2 separate regions of the Mus musculus genome follow, and region 2 is linked to region 1. Evidence: chromatin contacts called from public promoter capture Hi-C data. All regions are on one chromosome and are shown on one strand. The core of a region is the stretch at or near the end of the contact, and the rest is flanking DNA. Distances in the headings are between cores, read along the strand shown.

Region 1 (6,257 bases), core at 993-3,492:
CCTGTTTCATAAGGTTCAGACACTAAATTATTTTTTTAATTAAAAAGATCCAAACCAACTGGGATATAGTATTTCAAAACAAATAAATTTACCTATCTAAAATTGAATAGCTAACTGACAATAAAAGCTGGAGGTAATAAGTCACATTTTTACTTTGATTTTCAGTTCTAATTTTTAACACTCCAACTCAATTTTACAGCCTCACAGATTTCTCAAAATTCAAGGAACTTGGGGTATTTTTTTTTTAAATCTACAACATTCATTTTCTTCAGAAGATTGGGAAAATGTGCTCTATAGTCTTCAAAAATGAACAATCTTATGAGAAAGAAACAGCTATTTAAATTTTCAGTTTAAAGGTAGGAATGTAATACCCACAATCCATTTATTTGGGTAGTTATTTTTATATTTATTGTTTTCCCTTCAAAACTCTGAGTTAAGCTAGACATATGTATGTATGAATTTTGAAACACTAAAGATTGTTTCCAATTACTCAATTTGAACTGAAAACCTGAGAGTAATCACTCAAAATCCTTTAAAGTAAATTCAAAATTAAACATTATTTTCCAAATATCCTGATGACAGTAGTTGTTTCCTAAATATTCCAGATAATTTCTTAATTATTTACAGTTTTGGGGTATATTCAAGTAGTAATCATGACAGCAAACTTTATCTATTAAAATGTAACTTTACAGGCATATTTATTTTCTATTTCAGACATTGAAAGGGTTCAAGCATATACGTTCAGAACGTCAGGCTATAAAAATTAGAACTTAATGTTTAAAACAAAAATGCAGTTTACAAGTATTTATAGATTTTATTTTTCTAATTCTTAGATAATAATATAGGAGAGAGAGAGGGAGAGAGAGAGAATATAACTTACCAGTAAATAGTCTTTATTACTTGGAATTGGGGGGAAATCTTGTCCCCCAAATGCTTCACATTATGCAACTGTTCTTAATGACACGTTCTTATTTAAGTATCTTTTTCGTTTGCAGAAAGTATTATAAAACACACTTCATATGTAGAAGACCTACTGATTATTTCTCAATTTTAAAAGACTTGGGGCAAAAAGTTAATTTGTGGTGTTTTACTATATTAAATCATGTATGCACTATGCTGTAAAAACTGAAAATTATTTAATCATGACTGCTTGAGTGATTTTTTTTTTCTGTTTTGTACTTTTAACTCAATCCATCTGTTTTGACTGACACAGTACCTGCCCTCCTATGGATTAAAACAGAGTTAAACGCCTTCCATTTTTCGCTGTTCTGAAGGATCATATCTCGAAAACATAAAAATATCAAAGAAATATATTTTATGTTCAGCAAACAATCACAGAAAAATTCATCACAGCTTACATGTGAAGAACCTGTGGCTTTAGCTTTTCGTCAGGGTCAGAATAGGTCTCTGTGTGCATATGCAGTGCAAGAAAACAGGTGCATTTGTCGTGGGTCTTTTAAACTTGTGGAAGTTTTAAGGAGAAGCAAGTTGAGGAAAGCCAGGGTCTTAGAGACAGGGGCTGGTGGACGTCAGCCAGTGCGGGTGACAGGACCAGCTTACCACTGCAGGGTGAGCTGAGTCTGCTTCTTCTTATCCTTCATCATCTGCGTGATGCTCTTCTTCTGAGAGAGCTGTGGGTCGGCTGCTTTGGTCTTGCTCTCCTGGGTGTCCGCATCCTCTTCTTCCGAGGAAAAGTTGCCGTTGTTTAACTGCATTTCTGAGGGCGAGTGTAAGGAATGACAAAGAACAAGGGAACACGCGGATCAGTCCAGAGACCTCCACACCCACCTTGCTTTGCACCCAAGGAGGAGCAAGGAAGGAGTTGAGCAAAACCCTCATAGTTAACAGTGTTCCTGCTGAAACGAAATGGTTCCGACAGAGCATCCTACTTTATGTGTATTCAGAGTGCTTCGTTTTTATTCTTGGACACCCTTAGGACTCAGCACCGCAGCCGGGAGAGTGGAGCACTCACCTGATTTAACTCCCACCTGCAGCCCGGGATCTCCGCCTTTCTCACCGCTGCTCCGAGCGCCCGCGGCTGTTTCAGCCAGCAGGTAAGCACTGTCCTCAGGGTAGACCAGCAAGCCCTTGCCAAGCAGCTGCGCGCAGCACTCCTCCGCGATCTCGGAGGGAAGTTGGGGCGAAGGCTGCTCCTGCACGAAAGCTTCCTCCAGTTCCCGGACCTTAGCCATCCTTCCCACCGCCCGGATCTCGGCACGCCGCCCGGGCTTGAAGGAGCTCTGTGTAGAGCCCAGAGCCCCGGGGCGGGGCGGGGCGGGGCTGGGGAACCTGTGGCCGCTGGGCAGGCTCCAGAGCCCCCGATGGTGGAGAGGGGACAGGGTGAACAGGTACCGCACAGATGGCAGGGTGGAGGAGGGCGGAGGCGATGCTGCCTTTTTCCCAAGTGTCTTGCTCGGTCTGGGCAGAAGCTTGCTCCCAGTTCACTTCCACATTGGCTGTCAGTCACACCGAGCACTTTCCCCTTCGTTTGTTCTCTCTTGCCTAATTCTAGACCCAGGACCATTTCTCAACTGAAAACTTCCTGAAGGATCCTATAAAGCTCAGCTCTTTTCTCTAGTGGGACAAGCAACTTCACTTTTCCCCATCAATTCTCAGGAGACTAATCGAGGCACCTGCCTGGTCAGCCTTGACTTGAGTATCAGGTGGAAGTGAACAAAACCCAGAGTACCCTTCCCTGGTCTTTGCACCGCCTGGGTCAGATGTATTCCCAGAATAATGCAAGGATCGAAGAGCACCCTTTTCAGTGGCTGGAAGACAGAGACACTGCTCTGTATTTTGGGTACTTAGGTCTCACATCCCTCTAAACTATTGAGGTTGGAGGAAAAGATACCATTCAAACTTGCATGTGCATCACTTACAATTCCTCACTTCATGCCCAGCAGTGGAACGAATATTTTCTGAAATTTAATAATATCTCACTCCCAAATGACAAAACCTGGGTTTGTTTCGAAGTAAGTTGGGCTTTCTATGAAGAATGGAGCTGGGTGGAGCTTTGGGATCCGACTGCCTGGCTGACTCGCTGTTTTTTTCTTATTCTATTCTCTGTTCTTTGGACAAACAGGCCCTCCAGGAGAAGGAGGGATCCTGCCTTGGTTTCCATTGCCTCATCTCAGCTAATCCTGTATCTTTTGGGGGGAGATTAGAAAGCGACATCACCTTTGAGTTTAGCATGAAATAACATTAAACTGAAACCACAGAGAGAAAGCAAAATGAGACCCAGAGTGGCAGCTGACTAAAGGGACAATTACAGCAGCAATCCAACAGAGAGAGCAGCCTTTCCCAGGGCAGGTCAAGCTGCGCTTATGTGACTGCTTCCTTTTCAGCAGCACTTGCTGGGAAAGGCCTCACTTCTCCCAAGCTCATCTCACCTGCTTCCTTTGGATGCTGGACATCGGCTGTAGCCACACACTTTCCCACACATTCAATGTTCCCTACCTAGGATTGTTAGTCTTCTCTGCCTACTCCTCTGAAAGCCTCCCAGCCTGCTTCGTGTGTAGGACTTTTCTCTTTAGTGCTCAAGTGTACAGTATGCTACCTTTCCAGAGACACACTCAGGGGTGTTCTGTAATGGGAGTCCTCTTTGTGTTCCCAGCAGGGCTCTATCCACTCAGGTCACTCAACAATGAGAAAAAGGTTCAGAAAATGACTACAATTTCTCCTTTAATTTTAAAATACAACCTACTTGATATCCAGGAGCTGTGTTTGTGTATGTGAGTCATATAGACACTAAGTGAATATTTGGCAATTTTCCAATTGAACTGATCAATGAAAATGCAAACTAATACCTCGTAAGGCCCTAAACAAATTTTTGGCTGTATTTTTAAAATAAATTGTCTCTCTTATAAAGCACCATTGAGATTCTTTGTGCTTCTCTTCAAAATCAGGAACCATAAATAGGCAAGCGAAAGTAAAGGTATTAAATTAGTGATCAATAATCCTCCAACATTAAAAATCCCACGACAAGGCTTCAGTAGTAAAATGCATCTAAAGTTTGAAGACTTGATGATAACCTACTCTACAGGGGCATGTCTACCATCATTCCGGATGAGCGTGTGTGTGATTTCAATACCTTCATTTCCATAGGGATGTGTTTTAAGATCCCCGGTGTTAACTTGAAACTGTAGGTGGTACCAATCATGGAACCAAAGCCAATCTGTCCTCCTTTATTTTATGTACTGGTGTCTCCCCTGTCTTTCATTTGGGGATGAAGAGAAAGTAAAACAACAGTTAAAGAAGCCTCAGCCCAAGCTATGAAACATCCCAACATTCCATCTCACAAGCAGAAAGTGGGTTCCATACATGGTGCTACTCATTATACAGGCCAGGACATAATCATTCTTTATCCATGACATTTCTTGCAGATTATTGTCCATAGGGTCCATCACTTTGTCCGCCTTTGAACATGAACTTCCACCATGCCTCTCTAGCAGAATTCCAGGTCTGCAGCTTCAGACTGCCACGATACTTTTGGCCTCTTTTCTTTGTTCTGAGGCTTCCAGTTTCTTGAACTAAACTGATATTTGTTTCAGTCTGCAGTTGGTCATTGTGGATTTATCTCTGCATATAATTATATATGCTAATCCAATGAACCTTCTTATAACTGAATGCTATTGGTTCTGTTCCTCTGGAAAATACACTTTTGGGGTGGGAGGAAGGGCAGAAATATTATCAATGAGAAAAGAAAACCATTTCAATTAATATTGCTGAAACATAAAAGAATGACTGTAGACTCCTACTTCGTGCAATACACAAAAATCAAGTTAGACTAAAGATCTAAGAATAAGATCTATAACTGTACAGCTCTTGGAGACCTTAGCATGCATATCCCTGGTTTTGGATTTGGCCCACGCTCCTTAAATACAATGAGATGGAAGCAGCTTAAATAATAAATAAATAAATAAATAAATAAATAAATAAATAATGAGACCAATCAAATTCCTTCAGAATATGTACACCTGAAGGCTACCAGAAACTCAGACAAATCAGTGTACTCAATAGGAAAATATTTTAAAATATCCCACAAGGTTCTAATATTCATAATACATAAAAAACCTTTATGGTGACACAATCAAATAGCCTAATTTTTACAATGAGCAAAAGAAGTGGATGTAAAGTTGGGAGAGTAGAGAAGGAGAAGCAAATGGGAAGGGAGGTTAATATGAATAAAACACATTGTATAAAATTTTCAGGGAACTAAGAAAAATTTCAAAACTGTTCTACAAATGAGAGAAATGTTTAAGCAGATATTTGTTTAATATACATATATATAACTAACAATGTTGTAAAGAGATGCTGAACATCATTCAGATTAGGAGAATTCAAATCAAATGCACAGTGAGGTACCACTTTAAACCATGAGGGCTGCTACAATCATAAATACAAAACACAAGAAGTAATTGTTGGTGAGTTTGTGAAATAATTGGAATTGTCCTCCACTGCTGGTAGAAAGATAAAACAGATGAAAAAGAAAAGTTGAACACATGGTCCAGTATTTTCGTTTCTAGATTCTCATTCTGCTCAAGCAAATGGAAACTCAAGTAAAAATGTTCAGTATGGCATTATAGATAGTACTCCGAAAGGTGATGAAATACCAATGCCTTATGAGTTGTTAGATAACAGAGACTAAACCACTATCCAAAGAGTACACATGGAAAGCTACATGTCTGCATATGTAGCAAAGAATGGCCTTATCTGGCATCAATGGGAGGGGAGACCCTTGGTCCTGTGGAGACTCAATACCCCAATGGAGGAGAATGCTAGGGAGGTGAGGCAGGAGTGGATGGATGGGTGGGGGAGCTCCCTCACAGAAGCAGGGGAAGGGAGGGTGGGGTAGGGGGCTTGCAGAGGGGAAACCAGGAAGGGGAATAACATTTGAAATGTAAATAAAATAACCAATAAGAAATATGTATGTGTATATATATAAACAATCACCAAACAGAATATTTCACTTCATTATCATTACATATTAAGCATAGGTGACACTGAGACGAAGAAATAAATTAATGTAAAATTCTGTGAGACAGAAAAAAAAAAGAAATTTAACATGGCAAAACACCCAAGAGAGGGGGCTGGAGAGATGGATCAGCAGTTAAGAGCACTGACTGCTCTTCCAGAAGTCCTGAGTTCAGTGCCAGCAACCACATGGTGACTCACAAACATCTATAATGGGATCCGATGCCCTCTTCTGGTGTGTCTGCAGACAGCTACAGTGTACTTACATATAAAAAATAAATAAA
Region 2 (6,257 bases), core at 2,484-4,983, 91 kb before region 1:
CCTCTACAGTCTCCTGGATAGTTTGGCTTGTCAATTTGTCAAAATCTAGAGTCATCTGAGAAGATGGAACCTCAATTGAAGAATTTCCTTGATCTGATTGGCCTGTGTCCTTGTCTGTGCAAGTTTACCTTGATTGATAATTGGTGGCACAATCCCTAGGCAGTTAGGTCTCAATTTTAGAAAAAAGCAAGCTGAGCATGAGCCAGAGAGCTAATCAGAAAGCAGAGTTTTTCCGTGGTTCTGGGATCCCAGGTCTTATTTTATCTTTTCACTTATCTTTTCCTGCTTACACTATCAGTAGAAAATATAGAAAAATATAAAGAAAAAACAGAAAAGTGCCTCATATCTTCTAATATAATAATCATTATTTATACTCGGTATATTTCTTTCCCATGTAAATATTTTTTAAAAAACTGTATCTACCTTGTAAATGATGTATCGTCTTTTTACCAAATACTAATTTTCAAAAAAATTTATTATGAAATAAAACTGTCTTTTAAAAATATTGGTTATAAGCTAAGTGTATCTTTAATCACAGAACAAATATCTGTGAAATCAAGGCCAGCCTGGGTGTATATAGCAAGTTTCAGGCCATCAGGGGCATATAATGAGACTCTATCTTTAAATAAAAATGATTTGGCTCAAGTTCAGTTCATAATACTTCATTATTGGATGAAACAGTTTCCTTGTTGCTATTGATAACCCTATGGATGTATGCAAATTGGAAATAGTAAACTCACTGTTCACATATCAGTATCCACAGGTCTTAAATCTATAAATGTGAACAGGTAGAAAACAGTAAAAAATATAACATAAACCATTGAAACACAATTATAATAATTATGTGGCAGTCAGACAGATCCCAAGCCCCCTAATACCATTCATACATATAAAATTGTGTTCACACAGCACAAGAACACAAAACCAAAGAGTTCTGCATACTTTATGGTATAGCTTTAGCGATATTCCTTAAAGATGGACATATTGCTTATACTATGCTATAGCTGTCTCATTCCTAGGAGAGTGTCCAACAGAAATGGGAATATGCATTTTCCAAGAGAAGATCAGGGGTTCTTAGTAACCTTAATGTTGAAAGCTAAACAGGCAGCAGAACAGGGACAGAAATTATGAGACAGAAACACAGCAGCAAGAATGAACTGTCTTAATTGCACACAAAACCAACATTGCCTTTGGTTCCCCTACCAAGGTAGATCTTAGTAAGTCTTTATTGCTGAAGACACCACACACTTTGGATGCAGGACATAGAGAAATTAAGTTGGGACTGAGCTGCAGGCTTCCAGCTCACTAGTATCCATAGTGCTGGAAGCTTTTGTATAGGCTGCTGGGGAAGAACAGGCATTAATGTGGTGTTAAAGTGATTAGAATAAGTTACTATTGAATGCTCAACATTAAAATGAGACACCTATAGGATCCCTTCAAGACTCAGAAAACATCATGAAAGAGATAGTGACAAGACTGTAAAAGCCAGAGAATTGCAAAAAGTGGCAATGGATGCTATCTTCATAATAAGATGTGTCTGTTGCAGCCATGAGTACTCAGTAACTAGCTATCTGCATAAGACCCACAGAAGATTGGGCCCTTCAATATTCCATTGTGGAGAGGTGCCAGGACTCATGAGACCCCACCCCCTACTGAGGAGCTTTAGGGTATTAATGCTGCCAGGGAAGGGGGGCAGTATTCCACCCAGTGCTATAATCATTGCTAAATTGCCTATGCTCCAGTAAGCGATAACTTAGTGACTCACACACAACAATTCACACAGCACAAGAACACAAAACTAAAGAGCTCTGTACAAACACAGACACACACACACAACAAACAACACACACAAACAGAGAGAGAGACAGAGACACAGAGACAGAGAGACACAGATAGACACTTATAGATAAACACAGCAGAGGGACTAGTTGGGAAGAAGAGGGTTAGCAGGAGTGGGAGGAGATATGAGCGGATGATTGGGGTGACTATGATCACAGTACATTGCATACATGTACAAAACTGTAAAACAGAAGGAACATCGAAAACTCAAAAGCAAATGGTTGATGTGGAGAAGCCAGATTGTTTAGTGTTAAAATGGAATAGTGTCATTTAAATATATAAATGTATAAATTAGCAAAAATAATCTTCTTTTTTTCATAATGTCAGGTTGTTATGAGCTGACAGTGATTAGAAAGGAGTGGAATCTTTTAGTTTTGGGGTGCTAGCCATATTTGCTTTTTGGCTATAAGGCTGGTTGTACTAGGGTATTAACTTGTAAAAAGTCATTACGCTATATGCTAATGGAAGATGTCATTTTTTTATCTATATTTTCAGGGCAATGATACATTAGAATGGTGGCCAATAGAGAAGACTTGTGACAGCGAAAAATAAAAGCAGGTTCATGAATGAATTTCATGGAATAACTTTTCAAGATTTTGTCATGGAAGAGTCCATAGTTTTTCTCAATAATATTTGAGATTTTCACAAATAAGAGAATCTGACTTTGTGTTAGGAAATTTTAGACAACATGTGGCATAAAAGGAGACTAATTAGCAAACTTATCTAAGTCTTATTGATATTCACACAATTATACATTAGTATTCTAAAATTTATGTTAATATATAATGATTATAATTTAAACATTTACTTTCTTTGATTTAATGTATTTTATAAACTGTGGTTTTCATTTTCCATTTTGGAAGATTGAATTTGTTTCCAATTATTTTATTTTATTGTCCACGTTTAATTTCAGTACCCAAAGCTTTACAGAATTGTAGCTAGCCACTTCCTACTAAAAGCGACATTCTCCTCCAGAACAACTAAACAGATTAGAAACTGCCAAGTGCTTCTGGGTTTAATTCCCCATAGCGCCGCGAGAAGAGTTGTTTTGGGTTATCCTGGTGACATTTATTAAGACCAGAAAGCTCAGAGATAAGACCATCAGAAATGTTTGTTTTACTTAACTACTCAGACCCTCCCACACCTGCTTAGCCCAGTGACCCAAACTATCTTGTAATTGCCCATGTTCAGCAGCTAGGACGCAAGAATATCCCTCCTTAAGGAAAGGGCACGTATTTTACACTGATTTTCATGACTGGCTTACATCTGTATAGTGAAGTATAGGGACATTTTCATCAAATAGTTTAATTTTATTTTATTGTACAGTTAATTTAAATTACTTAAATTTTAGACATTTAATCTTTAATTTTTTTTTAATCTTTAATTTTTAAAAGTCTCTCATCTCTTCTGTTTCAGAAAAATATGTGCTGTTTATAAGGAAAATAAACTTAAATCTTCCCTTCTTGTGTGATTTAAAAACAAAAATGCTTTCCAGTTGCTTAGCAATCAAATCACTTACCAGTATTTGAATTTACATTTGGGACTTAAGGGAAGAAGACGAGCTGTTTTTTGTAAGCAGAATTTACTAACATACAATGTCCGTTTTTGAAGAATGGTGTACACTTGTCCATGTGACAAATTCTTTTTATGTATATCCCACATTTTTTCCATTCATTTGTTTTTGCCAAAATCTGAAACCTGCTCCGACTTTAACTCCAGCAGACCTCATTAGAATTGTGTTTCTGTGCATGCTGAAAAAGGTAAACCTATTTTCATATTTGTTTCTTCCCTAGGTTATTCAACAAAGAGGAACCGAGAATTGTGTGCTCCATAGCTTACTGAAGCCCATGGAAAACCCTACTGCACCCGGCTATGCACAGCTCTGGTTAAACATTGTCCTAGGGTTTGCCCCACTCCGTCTGTTGTTTTTAAGCTGAAGGCTCAGCCCAGGTTGGAGGCAGTATTGACTTTGTAATTAAACCATTTTACCGTCAGAATTTTGTAATCACTGCATTTAAAACCATCTGTTGTGTGAAAAGGTAAACTCTTCCCCCACCTCAAGGTACAGAAAAGAGAGAGAGAGAGAGAGAGAGAGAGAGAGAGAGAGAGAGAGAGAGAGAGAGAGAGAGAGAAAGAAAGAAAGGAAAGCTAGTAACCTTTATTTTTAACTTCTGAGTCCCAATTTTAGGGCTTTGTTTTCCCTATAGAGCCAGCAGGAGGAGGGATAGGAGAAACAATTCTCTTCAGGAGAAGAATTCGGGGTGGGGGCTGTCATAGAATTAAAATTAACTGTAGGTTCAATTGTCTAGTCATCTGCAGCTCATTTTCAAAGATACTTCCTTCCATCCTGTGTGTGTAGGAGCTTATAAGCATTAGTTTATTAAAGAAGGGATATAATGATGGTAAAGACAGATTTGGATGTTTCACAACATTAGAAATATTTCTTGCATGTGTTCTGTGGTCTCAAGAATCTAACAGGACGTGTTAGCTATAGAAGTGAGTAGAGGGGATTCACAAACCCAAGTAGAATGTTCAGGAAAGAAGAAAATATTTTTTAATGGAAAACCAGTGCCTTATGAAATACATTGGCTTGGTATTGATAGTCAGCTGGCCCTGCCTCAGGGGGAAAAAAAAAAGACGCAGCTGCAAGGGAAAGGTGAGCAACACCCATCCTCCCCACGCTCTGAACCTGAGGTGGTCTGTATGAGCACATCATCCCATCAGCCTTCAGAAACCACTGCATGCAGACCAGGCCCTGGACCTGATGCTCCTTAGGCTCTGGGCAACCCTTCAAACTTATAGAACCCGAGGCCCTGTTGTGAATAATCACAGAAACTTTTGAAGTTGTTCAAAATCTTCATGAAATAATGTCCCAATAGGTCTGTAGTTAGGATGCAAAACAAACTTGTATATTTCTATTGCAACCAGTTCACCTTTCGGAAGACAAATAATTGAGGCATTAATCTTTAAGCCCTAGAGCAGAACATTAACAAAAAATAATTGATGTCTGATTTAATAGTGAACCTTACAAAGCAGTTTTGTAGTTTTGACATGCATTATATATGTCTATTTCAGACAAAAAAATTAAGAAAACAACTGCCAATGATAAGAGCCTCTCTCTCCCTTTTTCTTCCCTCCTTCCCCTTTCCTCCTTCCTTCTCTTTCTCCTCCTTCTCTCTTTACTGAATAATTTGAAGACTTTCAGTAGAAGGACAAATCAGGTATTTCTCCTACATAGGTCCATAATAGCCGACTGTAGCATGAGTAAGGTGTAAAAGGCAATGGAAGAAGAGGGTAGGTGGAACTAGGTCACAAATTCAGTTCTAGGCAGCACAAAACCCCAGAAGCCATGCTTTAATGTCAAGGGATCTAGTTTTAACTCTTTTCACTAGACATGTAAACCACCTATCTTCAGTGTACAGTTTTCTTATTTGTAAAACGGAGATGAGATTGTCTACCAACTCATGGGTCTACTGAGGTAGAACATAAAGCATACTGCACACAGACCCAGGTACACAGCAGACATTCAGTGGGCTTCCAGTACACTGCTGAAGTGAGCACACAAGTTTCTTATTCCTCTTTTAAATTCACTTTTTATCATTTTACCTTAATTATATGGAATACATATGTATGTGGGCATGTGCCCATGCAGGCAGGTACCTATAGAGGCTGAAGACAGCAGATAATCCAGGAGTGGAAGTTCAGATAGTTTTAGCAAGCCACATGTGTATACTCAAGTGGGCACACGTATACACGCAAACACACACACACACACACACACACACACACATACAAATTAAAATAGAAACAAACCTTTAAAAACAAGCAAATTTTTAAATAAAATTTGGTCCTTGCTCATGCTTAAGAAAAAAAATTATATTTTAATTTTGATTTAGTAATAGGAACTCATACTTGTCTGGTATAACAATTGTCAAATATGTTTTAAAAGTATTATATAATCTCTGGTGCAGAAACACACTAGACAATGTATGAGTCAGAACCTGTGGAACCATGAGCTCAACCATGTGCTTGAGTTTGAAGGAGAACTGCAGAGCACAGGGAAGGAAGGATGAAGGAGTGGCGATTACCTTGGCAATGCATGGATTTCTATGAGAAATGTGCAGAGTAACAAATTTTCTTTCACAGTTTATAGTCCGTTCAGAAAGCAGTTCTTTCTGGAATGCTGACTATCACAGTGAGTGCTCATATCTTTAACATTATTAATTTACAATTCCCATGAGCTAAAATGGCCCCTGGGGTGTACCAGTGCTTCTGAACCTGCTACTAGTCTCCTAGCTAAATGTTCCTCCAAAAGTGATAGATCTCTGGTGCATTCTTGAGCCACAGACAAACTGCTTCTCCTGAGTTTTGGAAGATCACAAAAAAATCTTCTTACTTCTTAGGGGCTTTGGTTTATT

What was found. Promoter capture Hi-C pulls out the DNA fragments that hold promoters and counts their contacts.
Region 2: a promoter capture Hi-C map of liver shows a contact between it and region 1, with 3 times the contacts expected there. The contact joins the enhancer-like site here to the promoter of Rfx6 in region 1. A contact is called at or near these places in 3 of 39 promoter capture datasets (liver and stem cell-derived epiblast-like cells), 21 of 484 Hi-C or Micro-C datasets (the AML12 cell line, the HL-1 cell line, cortical neurons and 7 more), 2 of 115 datasets of contacts at active chromatin or transcription factors (a beta-TC-6 cell line and extraembryonic endoderm stem cells) and 2 of 9 other capture datasets (adipose tissue and pancreatic islet).

The regions. Positions count from the first base shown.
Region 1 is chr10:51,673,745-51,680,001 of GRCm38.p6, reverse strand. It overlaps Rfx6 (regulatory factor X, 6), which reads right to left and starts at 2,242. Exons shown (of 19, transcript NM_001159389.1): 1 at 1,973-2,242; 2 at 1,561-1,717. The coding sequence starts at 2,192.
Region 2 is chr10:51,766,122-51,772,378 of GRCm38.p6, reverse strand. No RefSeq gene overlaps it. Among named protein-coding and RNA genes, the nearest start is that of Rfx6, 91 kb to the right of the region's middle. Within about 2 kb of position 3,733, at least 11 of the 459 cell types and tissues checked have an H3K27ac peak or open chromatin away from gene starts, as enhancers often do. A contact at or near this core is called in liver and pancreatic islet, where this site is marked.